Regions from separate parts of the Delphinus delphis genome. Here region 1 is linked to region 2. The links are chromatin contacts, called in public Hi-C maps. All regions are on one chromosome and are shown on one strand. The core of a region is the stretch at or near the end of the contact, and the rest is flanking DNA. Distances in the headings are between cores, read along the strand shown. Region 1 holds the start of GLOD4 (glyoxalase domain containing 4). Region 2 holds the start of TIMM22 (translocase of inner mitochondrial membrane 22).

Evidence for each region. Hi-C and Micro-C count contacts between places; a contact is called where the count stands out from the background.
Region 1: a contact with region 2 is called in a Hi-C map of lung, with 5 times the contacts expected there. The contact joins the promoter of GLOD4 here to the promoter of TIMM22 in region 2. A contact is called at or near these places in 3 of 3 Hi-C or Micro-C datasets (lung and muscle).

What each region holds. Positions count from the first base shown.
Region 1 is chr19:45,878,553-45,882,349 of mDelDel1.2, reverse strand. GLOD4 (glyoxalase domain containing 4) reads right to left here and starts at 1,273. Exons shown (of 9, transcript XM_059998094.2): 1 at 1,136-1,273. The coding sequence starts at 1,225. It overlaps MRM3 (mitochondrial rRNA methyltransferase 3), which reads left to right and starts at 1,334. Exons shown (of 4, transcript XM_059998089.1): 1 at 1,334-1,653; 2 at 1,903-2,147; 3 at 3,553-3,720. The coding sequence starts at 1,340.
Region 2 is chr19:45,716,210-45,720,075 of mDelDel1.2, reverse strand. TIMM22 (translocase of inner mitochondrial membrane 22) reads left to right here and starts at 1,808. Exons shown (of 4, transcript XM_059997402.1): 1 at 1,808-2,065. The coding sequence starts at 1,828.

The DNA of each region.
Region 1 (3,797 bases), core at 24-2,523, 160 kb before region 2:
CAACTACTGAGCCTGCACTCTAGAGCCCCCAAGCCACAACTACTGAAGCCCACGCGCCTAGAGCCCATGCTCCGCAACAAGACAAGCCACCGCAATAAGAAGCCCGCGCACCGCAGTGAAGAGTAGCCCCCACTCGCCGCAACTAGAGAAAGCCCGTGCTTAGCAACGAAGACCCAATGCAGCCAAAAATAAATAAGTTTATTTTTAAAAATCCCAAGTTAAAAAAAAAGAAAGAAGCATTAACTTGAGATGTCTGTTTTTGTGATTAGCAGTAATCTTTTGATGTTCAACTACGTGGTTTTGTTTTTTTTTCCCCCCAGAAACAAACTCATATATATTCTAGCTCCGCCCTTGCCTCTTCGGGGCAGTTCCTCAGAGCTATCTGAGAGGCTGTCTTCCAGGCTATAGTCCTCAGTAAGGTTCCCAAAAAGAACTTAACTCGAAAATTTTAGGTTATGCATTTTTGTTTCAGTTGACAACATCTAAAGTCCCTGCTTATCAGGAAGCTCCCCAATAGCTTCCACCAGCGCTTGCCACCCAGGTGATCTCTGCAGAATCACAGCTGCTCAGAGCTGGAGAGAGGCGACTTCCAGGTGTTGGAGACGAGGATGGCTTCTCACTTCACACTTAGATCTGGACTATGGAGAGAAGAATTGGAGCACTCACCCAGAGACTGAATATCCAAGAGACCATTCAAACCAGCAACAAGAGAAGCAGAACTCTGACTAATGCTGATATCTAAACCGAAAGGCTCCAAACCAGAAGAGAGTCATTGTTCACCGGAGGAGTATTATATATAACTTTTTATTTACTGCCTTTCCCACTAGACTAGAAGCTTCGCAAGGGCAGGAATAAACATTCGTGAATAAACTTAAATGAAAGAACGTGTGTGGGCAACACAATCGGCGACTAGTAAGTGTGACCCCCTTTCAAAGTCCATCTAACCCAAGCCGCGACTTACGGCTCTTCCTGAAGTTGAAAACCACAGAGCTAATGGGAAGTCTAGGGGCTAAGGTCGGACACCCGGGTTCCCGCTGAAATCCACATCACACCCTTTTCTCCCCTCCCTCGGCCATGTGGGGCTCAGCCTCCCGCGACCCCCTCGCGCGCCAACCCCTCTCCGCCCCGTCTCCACCTTCATTCCCAGGACATCACGATAGAAACAAGCCGTCTGGAAGCGGTTTCCCACTTTGAACACGAAGTGCAAAGATCGACGAGACGCCATGACCAGCCGTTACTCGTACAGCGCCGCACCGCCCACAGAGGATGCCGGCGCGGTAGTGACGTCACTGATCACCGCCGGCGCGCCTTCGTGACGCAGCTCACGGCGCAGGGGAAGATGGCGGTGCTGGGGGAGCGCGCGTGTTGGGCCACGCGATCGTTGTTGCCGGTGGTGCGGACTTGGGAACTCGATGCGCGGCGCTGGGTCCGGGCGCTGCGGCGCAGCCCCGTGAAAGTGGTGTTTCCATCAGGTCAGGTCGTGGAACGGAAGCCCGGTCCCGGGAAGCAGCCTCGGAAGGCGGCGGCAGAGGCCAGTCCCCGCGAGCAGCGACTGAAGCAGTCGCGTCAGGTGCCCCCATCCCAGACCCCCAGCACCTGGGAAGAGTCGGGGCTTCGCTATGATAAGGCTTTCCCCGGAGACAAAAGGCTGAGGTGATGTGTTCCTGAGGCTTGTCGAGTTTTCTCGTTTCTCTTTCCCCTCACAACGAGACCTTGACCTTTTTCCTCCCGTTGGAGGACCTCTTGAAGCACAACTCGCTGGTTTTTATTATGCACGGAGGGTAGGATAAGTGTCTAACAGTTCGTTTCTTTCCCCGCGAAGCTCTTCATGTCTGTTAGAACTAGATGTGTCTCCGTAACGAGGATGTTGGTAATTACCCGTCTTTTTGTTTCCACCCACAGCAGTGTGATGACAGTTGTTAAGTCCAGGCAATTTCGGGAAAAGCAAGGGAAGATCCTGTTGGAAGGTCGTAGGCTGATTGCAGATGCTCTCAAGGCTGGTGCTGTGCCCAGAGTTTTCTTCTTTAGCCGTCTGGACTACATAAAGGAGCTGCCCATTGAGAAGCTGAAAGGTGTTAGCCTCATTAAGGTGAAATTTGAGGATATCAAGGATTGGTCCGACCTAGTAACACCACAAGGAATAATGGGTTAGTGGTTATCCAGTGTGTCTCTAGAAGTAGAGACTTGGGATTATTTGTTCATATTTGTCTCAGGGCAACAAATTTTATTTAAACCAAATTCAAAATATTACTGTGCCTAACCTTTTCTTAAGACACCCAGAAAAATACATTTCTCAAATCTTTGCATCTTGTATCTTCAGTGGAGACTCAAGCCATTTTTTTGTCATTTGTATTGTGGGTTTTTTATAGTCTCTAGGGAATAATCAGTCTTCCTCAGACCTTATTTTTTGGGGGTCACTTCTTCAACCTTAAGTGTTCAATTAAAAATTAAGAAAATGTTGGAAATTCCCTGGTGGTTCAATGGTTAGGACTCGGTGCTTTCACTGCTGTGGGCCCAGGTTCGATGCCTGGTCAGGGAATTAAAATCCCGAAAGCCACGAGGCACGGCCAAAAACAAAAAAATTAAAATGTTTACCAAAAGATTTACCCTCTATTTCCACAAAACCTCTGCCAGTGTGGTAATACCTATATATTGTTGACCCCCTTATTCTAGAAGCAGGTCTGAGCAGTAAGCTGCAATTTGTCGCCCGGTTTAGCCTGTTGAACAGGAAACCATGTCTTCATTTGATTGAATCCAACTCAAGATTCTAATAGACTGTTAGCACTTAGAAAGTCTTTTTTCTAAATATGGAAAGACTAAACTCTTTATACTTTTTTGACATTCAAGATATGAGAATCGAATGTGTGAGTGTAGAGATTTCTCTTAGATAGTAAGGGATAGTTGGGGCAGGGAAGGCGTTTTCTTCAAGATTCTAATGTTTAGGCCAGGGCCTCTCACACCAGTTATGCATGCATATTCCCTGTAGTGGGCTCACTGTATAGCTATTAATTGGGAGCGGAAATTCTGGGGACAGTCTCTTGTTTCTGTAACCCAGCAAATCCTAGGAATCTGTGCCCCCGTGCCCAGAACTCTCCCATAGGGTGGGAACTTGGACTACTAAAGTCCTCCACTCAGTCTAAGTAACTGTGCTCTTATTAGCTATAGTTGTCCTTGATAAGGACCCGGGTTTGATCTCTGGTCGGGGAACTAAGATCCCACAAGGCATGCAGTGAGGCCCAAAAAGAAAAAAAGAATTACTAGGTTACAGAATAATTTCATAGAGTGTGATTTTTTTTTTTTTTTTTTTTAGGTAAAAGAAAAAGCACTTATATATGGGTAGATGGACATACATGTAGGGAGATGCATGGAACAAGTTCTGAAAGGATACACTCCAAGGTTGAAAGCAGTTATGAGGGAGAGGAGGGCACTGAATTTCTCGATCAGAATGTTTTCACCTAGTATGTAATTAAGAATACACAAAGAATGATAAATAAATGAAAAGTCAAATTACTCCCCATGCCAGACAAATGAACCACCTTTTTTTTTCTTTAGGGATTTTTGCCAAACCTGACCACGTCAAGATGACATACCCAGAGACTCAGCTTCTCCACGCACTGCCCATATTGTTGATTTGTGACAATCTCCGTGACCCTGGGAACCTGGGGACAATTCTGCGATCTGCTGCTGGCGTAGGCTGCAGCAAAGTGTTACTCACCAAAGGTAAGAGCACCTGCTACTGGGTGGATCAGGTGGCTGTTTGTAAGTGAGCTGGCTCTGTGGGCAGACATGTGTGTATT
Region 2 (3,866 bases), core at 559-3,058:
ATTGCTCTCTAACTAGTCCCAGGGATTAATTGTTTAGATCATTCCTTGCTTTCCAAGGCCACCTTGCCTGGGACTTGCCTAGGGCCCTGTCCCAACTTCTCTCAGATCCAGCTTCAGCTCTTAAGACCTCAGCATGAATCAGAGCCCTGGGCCCCTCACTCATCTGGAAGGAATGGGTGGTTGGCAGGGTGTGTTGAGTTAGAGGTGCCTACAGGAAATGTCTGGTTCTTGTGTTGATGAGAAGGGTCGAAGCTGGAGATGAAGATTTGGGAGTCATTCCTGCATTAGAGGTGGTAGTAGAAGCTACGAGTGCGGATGAGTTGCTCAGGTAGAGTGAGCTGCATGAGAAAATAAAGGATGAAGCCCTGAGAGGACCAAGAGGAAAAGTTCAGGCAGCGGTGCCTGCGCCGAAGACGGAGAAACTGGAGAGGCTGTAGCACAACGAGGGGAGAGGGGCTTTGAAGTTTCTTCACAGAAGGAGGAGTCAATGGCGTGAAACGCAGCTGAGCAGTAAAGTGAAATGAGGTCTGAATTAGACTTAACAACTGAGGCGTCACCAGGGACCTTAGGACAAGCTGGTTTAGTGGTCTGGTGGGAGCAGAAGCAGAGTGAACCACAGGCTCTGCTCTGCGGCACAGAGAACTCTGGCTACCAAAGAGGTATCTCTGCCTCTGTTGACTGGCTACCTCACTACCTTCTGCTTCCATTTATGTTTCTCTTAGCTGATACACCCAGATACACTGCTAGTCTGGATCAATACAACAGTTGGGGATCTATTTTAGTACCACAGAAACTACTGCAAAAGATTTTCTGGGTTCATACACGGTGCTCTCACAGTTAACCTTCAAGTCCTCAGTTTGCAAGCTAGTAAGCACTTTAATTGATTCAGCATAATATAAATTTGGCTTTTCATGGCAATGCTAGTCCCACATCATTAATTCCATTGACAACATGTGGCTGGCGTGAGTAGCAGCCTCAGCTTCCCTTGCTCTCCGTCAGGCCAAAGCCACCTCCACTTCCTATCATTGTCTCATATTAAGCTTGGTTAGCATCACTATTTTTGTTTGTTTGTTTGTTTGTTGGCCACGCTGCGAGGCTTGCGGAGGCTTAGTTTCTCAACCAGGGATCGAACCGGGGCCCTCAGCAGTGAAAGTGTGGAGTCCTAACCACTGGACAGCCAGGGAATTCCTTTTTCTTTTTTTTTTTAAATAGCTTCACTCATTTTTTGGCTCCTTCTCTCTCCCCTCAACGGTTTAATTATTGAATAAAACATCTATTCCATACATTTATACCACGCTTTCACGTTGATTTACAAAGCACCTTCCCCTATTGACATCTCACAACACACGCTAGGAATTAGTAGGCTGGAAGGGCAGTGGCGGGGCGCGCGTACCTCCTGCTGGCGTCCCGGCGCGCTGCAGCCTCCCTTCCCTCCCGCCCGTCAGGAGCTCGAGAGAAGGCTGAGACGCTAGTGCCCGCGCAAAGCTTCCTGGGAAATGTCTGGGGTGTACGTGTTAAACTACAAATCCCGATACTCACCGCGCTGCAGCCCCGAAGAGGGTGTTTTCTGGTGACTCTGAATCTTTGTCAGTGTCGTTGGGACTGCTGCACAAGCCTGATTCAGTATTCACAGGAGGTTTTGGGAGAACGTGATAGCTCTTCCGCCGGGTGTGCACGAACGGACTTGGCTTCCGCTGCTTCGTCGGGCTCGCTCGGTGTGGCGAATCTGCCGTTGCGACACAATGGCTGGGAGCGCAAGGCCCCACGGGAGGCTTGTGGAATCTGCTGTGGGAAGAAGAGAGCCAGGTTTCTTGGGCAGCCGCAGTCATGGGGGAGACGGCCCGCAGTGCCGCGGGCTCCGCGCCTGGGGCGGCGGCTTCCGCCGAAGCCCCGCTGCAGTACAGCCTTCTTCTGCAGTACCTGGTGGGTGACAAGCGTCAGCCCCGGCTCCTGGAGCCTGGGAGCCTGGGCGGGATCCCGAGTCCGGCCAAGAGTGAGGAGCAGAAGATGGTCGAGAGGGCGATGGAAAGCTGCGCCTTCAAGGCGGCGCTGGCCTGCTTGGGAGGTGAGGCGAGGAGGGGGGCCTTTGGGAGGCTTAGGGCTTGGGCGGCATAGGGGTCCCCTGCCAAGCAGACCACGCGCCTGGGAGGCGAGGAGTCCATGGGCTTCGACCTTGACCCACCCCCGCCTGGTTCAGTGAGCTCGAGCAGCGCCTCCCTAGATCCCGAGGGTGGCTTTCGCCTCTGGAAATTGGATCAGACAATCGATCCTGGGTCGGGACCTGGGGGTTCTAAGATGGTTGACTTCATTCATTCATTCGCTTTTAAATAATCATTTTTCAACAGCTTATTACTTTGCAGCTATCACGTGTCAGGCGGTGGAAAGACAGGGTGAGAACAAGATCCTTGTTCTCATGAAGCTAACATTTTAATATACATAGAAAATTGTTGAGAAGGAGCCTGGAGGAGAGCTCTGCAGACATAGGGCCCAGCACCTGCAAAGGTCTGGCCGGAAGTGGCTTGAGGTTAGAAAAACAGAAAGGCCAGTGAGGCCAGTGTGACTAGACAGCAGGGAAAGAGGGGGAAAGAAGTCTGGACTTGGCTTTTTTTTTTTTTTTTTTTAACGTTTTGAGGATTTGAGAATGTATGTGTCCCTCCTGTATGCAGAGTAAAGAGGGTGGCCACATTTGCAGGTGATTTGAAGTCTCATTGAGAATGAAAGGCAATTAAGAAAGGAATGTAAAAAAAAAAAAAAAAAAGAAAGGAATGTAGGTGAGAGTGCACATGTGAAGTAGAGCAGAAAGAAAAAAAGATCTTTTTTGGTTGGGGGAAGGCCACAAGAAGAGGTGAGACTAGAGCGTGTCTTGGAGGATTGAGAGAATGGGGTTAGACAAAGAGGAGGAGAAACAGCATTTCAAGTTGGGGGTGGGGTGAGGGATTTGGGCTTTTTGCCTGCAGGCATTAGGGCAGTCATTGATGGTTTTTAAATTATTTTTTTAATGTTTATGTAGGTATTTATTTTGGCTGCGCTGGGTCTTAGGTGCGGCACGCGGGATCTTTAGTTGCGGCATGCGAACTCTTAGTTGCAGCATGCATGTGGGATCTAGTTCCCCGACCAGAAATGGAACCCAGCCCCCTGCATTGGGAGCGTGGAGTCTTACCCACTGGACCACCAGGGAAGTCCCCGTTGATGGTTTTTTAGAGGGTAACAAGTGGTAATGAGCATGATGACTCAAGGTGGAGTGTGATGAAGGAAAGGAAAGTCTGTGGATAGGGAGACCATATAGGGAACTTGCTAGACTGAAGCTCCGTGAGACATGGACTGGGTCTTTGTTCATCATTGTGCCTGACCCTAATAAATACATATCTGTTGAAATGATGAATGAGTCTTTGTAGTGCACCAGGGGCGAAGTGATAAAGGCCTTAGACTAGGATGATAATTGTGGACATAGGGTTACAGGGGGAGGCAAAGAAACAGTCAGAAATGCCCCTGAAGTTTGGAGTAGGAGTGACTGGAAAGAAGGAGCCATAAGCAGGAAAGTCTGGAGGGGAGGTGCCCATGATTTCATTGAGCGTATACCGACCTTGAGGTGGCAAGAGGACATCCCATGTTGACATGTCCAGCAGGCTCAGGAAGGTCAGCTGTGGACAGCAGTGTGGGGTTTGCCGTTCGGTAGCTTTGTGACCTTAGGGAAATTAGTTAACCTCTCTGAGCCTCAGTTTCTTCACCTACAGAAAGGAGAGGCTAATAATATCTATCTCACAGGACTATTGTGAAGAATAAATGAGGCTGGGACTATAAAGCGTCAGAGTGATTGGCACATGGTATTTACCAAATGAGTATTATGGATGTCACCGTCGTCAAGG